2 separate regions of the Sus scrofa genome follow, and region 1 is linked to region 2. Evidence: chromatin contacts called from public Hi-C data. All regions are on one chromosome and are shown on one strand. Each heading gives the region's core, a stretch centred on a gene start, on an enhancer-like site or on the middle of the called end of the contact. The rest is flanking DNA. Distances are from core to core; before and after follow the strand shown.

The links. A called contact is a pair of places that touch in the nucleus more often than the background predicts.
Region 1: a contact with region 2 is called in a Hi-C map of liver, with 4 times the contacts expected there. The contact joins two enhancer-like sites. A contact is called at or near these places in 1 of 5 promoter capture datasets (liver), 15 of 47 Hi-C or Micro-C datasets (alveolar macrophages, blood, brain and 8 more) and 2 of 2 datasets of contacts at active chromatin or transcription factors (alveolar macrophages and skeletal muscle).

What each region holds. Positions count from the first base shown.
Region 1 is chr15:104,822,375-104,825,074 of Sscrofa11.1, forward strand. The region is part of intron 7 of CFLAR (CASP8 and FADD like apoptosis regulator); the gene reads left to right. Among named protein-coding and RNA genes, the nearest start is that of CFLAR, 24 kb to the left of the region's middle. Within about 2 kb of position 1,402, at least 43 of the 83 cell types and tissues checked have an H3K27ac peak or open chromatin away from gene starts, as enhancers often do. A contact at or near this core is called in alveolar macrophages, liver and skeletal muscle, where this site is marked.
Region 2 is chr15:104,770,277-104,773,058 of Sscrofa11.1, forward strand. No RefSeq gene overlaps it. Among named protein-coding and RNA genes, the nearest start is that of NDUFB3, 24 kb to the left of the region's middle. Within about 2 kb of position 1,520, at least 12 of the 83 cell types and tissues checked have an H3K27ac peak or open chromatin away from gene starts, as enhancers often do. A contact at or near this core is called in alveolar macrophages, liver and skeletal muscle, where this site is marked.

The DNA of each region.
Region 1 (2,700 bases), core at 152-2,651, 52 kb after region 2:
GGCAACACCCGATGCGAGCTGTATCTGCCATCTACACTGCAGCTTGTGGCGGTGCTGGCTGCTTAACCCACTGAGTGAGGCCAGAGATCAAACCCACATCCTCACAAAGACCACATCAATTCTTAACCTGCTGAGCCACAATGGGAACTCCTCAAATTAATATCTTATTTATTTAATTATTTTTTTTTTGGGGTCTTTTTTTTAGCTATTTCTTGGGCCGCTCCCACGGCATATGGAGGTTCCCAGGCTAGGGGTCCAGTTGGAGCTGTAGCCTCCGGCCTACGCCAGAGCCACAGCAACGCGGGATCCGAGCCGCATCTGCAACCTACACCACAGCTCACAGCAACGCTGGATCATTAACCCACTGAGCAAGGGCAGGGACCGAACCCGCAACCTCATGTTTCCTAGTCGGATTTGTTAACCACTGCGCCACGACGGGAACTCCTCAAATTAATATCTTATGTTTGAATAACTGCTCACAATTTGCAAAGCGTCCTTATAGACATCTCAATGGAGCCTCACAGCCACCTTCTGGAGGACATGGTAGAGGCATCAGTATTGATCCCATTTTATAGGTGGATAAATTACAGATGTAATTTGTTCAAAGTCACACTGTCGTGATCCCCTTGATCCTGTAAATTAGACTGGGCTCTATCCTTATTCTTTCTTGCTAGCCCAAGAAAGAACATTGCAAATGGCACCCAGCATCCATCCTCACCATCTGTCAGAGGAAAGATGTGATGTTCATGGGAAATGCCAGCCTGATGGCTTCAGGCTGTGTCCCTGGAGTGACTGTGTTGCCACAGGGATGTTTAGGGGATGCTCCATCTTGGTCTGAGGCCCTAGATTTGGTGTTCTTATTGGCCTTATACTTGGCATTGGGGACCTGTTTGGCCTTTAGCTTCACCTCCAGCTTTAGGCTTTTTCCTCCTGTTCTATTAGGTGAGACCTTCCTCAGATTCCCTAGACCTCAGATTCCCATGGTGTCAGTCAGTCTTCTTTCAGGACCAGGCAAGGTTCAGACCAGCAAGTAGGTGGAGAGGCCAGGACTGAAACTCACATCTTGGGTTTCCAAGGCTGTTCCTCTTTTACCCTCGTATCACGCAGCTGCCTGCTGACTGCCTTATGACAGCCCAGCTGCTGCTCTAGCCAGAACCCAGATAAAGAAAAGAGATTAAGGCACAAGACAGCCTGTGTTGCCTCCAGACCTCTGCATGTCAGGATGGAAAGGGAGACTATGGCTTTCTTTCAAAGACTTTGATAAGGGAGGCACTCTTATCAGTGAAAAGAAGGTTTTGATCCAGGGAGCCAGTCTGAAATTAAGTAAACAAAAGAGCTTTGAGCCTGATGTTTCTCGGTTCGCTTCTGCCCCCTGGAGGAGAGAGTGCTCCATGACTAGAGAGTGCCACTCCGGAAGGGAGCGTTTGGAATAAAGCAGTGGGGATGGCCCCTGAGTCCTGTCCAGGCTCTGTCCTGGTACCTGGTACATGGTACAGCCCTGTGTGTCATCCCCAGCTCAGAACTGGATCTCAAGCCTTACCTACACCCTCAGAGGCCGTGCCTAGGGGGCAGTGCTTCTTCACCTCTCCTAGCACTCTGAGCTCCTATGCTGACAAGTGAGGTACTTAATAGGTTTTCAGCAACTGTCATTCCTTGAACATACTTAGTTATTGTAAGGTTTTAAGGAGATTGGCAACTTCTTTATATCTCTTGGGGGCTTGTATCTTATTATTACTTGATATATATATATTTCAAAAAATGAATTTAATTCATTTTCTTCACCCCTACCTTACTTGCGGGTCAGGCGGAAGGAGAAAAGTAAGTTGCTTAATTACACTCCATTCTTAGGTAATGGTTATTATCATTCCCTTTTGCTGACTTACCTAGTGAATTATTTATCTCATAATGTGTACAAATTGCTCCAAAATGTTATAGCTTAAAACAACGATACTAATTTATTTATACCTCTCATAGCTTCTGGGGGTCTGGAATTTAGAAGTGACGGAGCCAGGCTGTCCCAGCCCTGAGTCTCTTGAGAGGTTGCTGTCATATGTCAGCTTGGGTCCTTGGCATTGGAGGAGCTTCTCGAGTGGCTGGGAAGTTGGTGTGTGGCTTGCGTTCTTCTCCATGTGGGCCTCTTCACATGGCACTGGGGACCTGTTTGGCACCAGGGCCCTGTCTGGAGTGTTCTCAAGACATGGCAGCTGGCTTCCCCCTAGTGATTTGACTTTGAATGTCACGTGGTAGCCCTTCTGCCACACTCCATTCATTAGGAACGAGTTACCTGTGTTCAAGGGGAGGGGATTACACACTATCTTTTTAAGCAAGGAGGGTCGAGGAGTCACAGACTTATTTAAATCTGCCATATCTGGCAGGATGTGAGCCTCCTGAGTAGAAAGTTCTACGAGACTGTATGTGATTGTGTCCAGATACTGCCCATAGGCTGGCCAAATTGAATTAAGAGCACTCGAGCCAGCTCTTGTTTGTCCAGTGGCTGCTTAGTTCCCAGTTTGTTGTTAACCCAAGGCTGTGTTTCTTTCCCAACTTTTAATCTTTTTCCTGTTTCCTGCTGAGAAGCCAGAAGAGAAATAACATTTGCTTACTTTCACTTTTATAGTGTAATACTCGCTGATAAAGTTGGCAAGACAAGACGTTGAAACTATTGGTTGAAGTTATTATCCTGAATTATTTGTGACTCTC
Region 2 (2,782 bases), core at 270-2,769:
TGGGTTAAGGATCCGGTGTTGCTGTGAGCTGTGGTGTAGGCTGGCAGCTACAGCTCTGATTTGACACCTGGCCTGGGAACTTCCATAGGCCACAAGTCTGGCCCTTAAAAGACGAAAGACCAAAAAACAAAAACAAACAAACAAAAAACAAAAAAACACTTTAAGACCTATTCCCTTAAAATTTCTTAGAAATTTTTCATGGGAAAACAGGTAGGAATGGTGGGTGGCCAATCTGGCATAACTCCTGAGAACTGGGGTAGAGGGCATTTACCAAATCAGGTCTGGAGAGAGTGTGGAAAGCCAAAGGCAGAAAAACCTGTCTAAACGGATTGTGTAATTACAAAGAATGTGTGCATAGATTAAAATTCAGGGGGATCGGATTGATGGAACAGTGTGGTAAAAATCCAGTTGCAGCCTCTTGTGTTGCTGCAGAGGCGTGGGCTCAATCTCCCACCAGATCAGTAGGTTAAAGGAGATCTGGCATCACTGCACCCATGGCACGGGTTGCAACTGAGCCTCAAATTCATTCCCTGGCTCAGGAACTTTCATATGCCATGAGTGTGTCCATAAAAAAATAAAATAAAATAAAGTCAGATTCAATGGAATCATTAAGCCAGGTAGGCAGAGAAAATAAATGAGACAATTCTGGACAGTAAATGATGGGCCATCTGAATGAAAGTTTGTGACAGCTGGTACTGCCTAAGTCTGGATCTCACATTTTATCCGATTCATTTAAGGAGTCTAGAATAGAGCAGACACTAAACTTCATATTCTGGCAAAGATCCAGAGACACTGTGTCTGTAGTTCATTCAGTTCCTGTACAAAAGGAAAGCTTAGATAGGACAGATTGATTGGTCAGTCATTTCACATCACTGGTCTAAGGCTATTTATCATGTTCGATCCCTGGACCAGGAACTTCCGCATGATGTGGGCACTGCAAAAAAGGGGTGAGACATGTGAATATGTTCAGGATAAAATGATAGTTACCACTTTATTTATTTATTTATTTTGCTTTTTGGGGGGGCACCTGCAACATATGGAAGTTTCCAGGCCAGGGGTCAAATCAGAGCTGCAGCAGCGAGCCTATGCCACAGCCACAGCAACTTGGGATCCGAGCTGCATCTGTGACCTACACCACAGCTCATGGCAATGCTGGATCCTTAACCCACTGAGCAAGGCCAGGGATCATCGAACCCTAATCTTCGTGGATACTAGTCAGGTTCATTTCTGCTGAGTCACAACAGGAACTCCTGGTGTCTGACTTCTTACACATAGCGCAATATTTTCTGCCTTAACATTTCATTAGAAAATGTTCAATCATAAAGAAAGGAAAATTAGGGTGCCTGAGCATTTACTTCATGTTGGGAAAGGGCTCCTTGCTATGGAGTAAGAGCATGGAAGTAGTTTGTCACGAGTAAGCAGCAGCAGCAGGATGACACAGAAATGATACATCTGTACCTAGCCTTGACCTCCATCTGTGTCAGCATCTTCCTCCAGGCCTGGGACATTGCTGAAGCAGCTGGTAGCCTTTGGGCCCTGATGATTTTTCTGTCCTCCGACCTTGACTGTCTCTCTCTGTCACATTCTGTACTCAACACGTTCATTTAGTGCTTCACAAAGACAGATGACAGATAGAAGCTCAGCATGCCAGGAACTCAGATGGACATGGAAACTAGTAAAATACAGTAGGTGGAGTTCTCTTGTGGCAACGTGGATTAAGGATCTGGCATTGTCACTGCAGCAGCTGGGGTCATAGCTGTGGTGTGGGATTGATTCCTGGCCAGGGAACTTCCACATGCTGTGGCTGCAGCCAAACAAAACAAAACAAACACAGTAAAGGAATGTATGATCACTAGAACAAGAGGTAATTAAATCCTGGTTGACAAAAGAAGAGGGACAAGAGACATAACCAATATTTAAGGGGCAAACATAGGAAAGGGGGCCTGTAAAGAAAGGAGAAGGAAAGATCTGAGAGGTGGAAGATAAATCTGGAGAGAGCCATGTCCTAGAAACCAGGGAAGAAAGGATTTCAATAAAGGGAACAGGTCAAGGGTATACAACTAAGATGAAGTATGTCAGCTGGATTAGAAAACATCAATCTTTTCCTACTCCACTTTAGAAGCTCTCCAAACCAGGCCTTTCCTCTGCAGGCAGGAGATGAGAAGTGTCATCTCTGCTATATCTGACCAATTTAAAAGGAAAACTGAAAATACCGACAATGGGGGTTCCCAAGGACATAGCTCAGCTAGATTACACACTGAGATGCTCAGAATTTTGTAGTAGACAGTAATGAAAACCAATTAACTATACTGACATAGAAGACAATGAATCTCAGTGAACATAATACTGAACATAAAAAGGAAGTCACAAAAGAATACGGTTTGTTTTCGTTCGTATAGAGTGCAAAAATTGTCAAGCTATACTGTTTATTTATAAAAATTTTTTTCTCTTTGTAGGGCTGAACCTGCGGCATATGGAAGTTCCCTAGCCGGCTACAGCCACAGCCATAGCCACACTGGATCCGAGCCAAATCTATGACCTACACCACAGCTCCTGGCAATGCAGGATCCTTACCCACTGAGTGAGACCAGGGATTGAACCCACATCCTCATGGATGCTAATCGGGTTTGTTACCCACTGAGCAACGAAGGGAACTCTAAGCTATACTGTTTAGAGATGCATATATAAGTGCTAAAACTTACAAAGTCAAGGAAATCATTCTCTGTGAAGTTGGGACAGTGGTTACCTCTAGGGGGAGGAAGTGGGTTACGAGTGGGGAGGG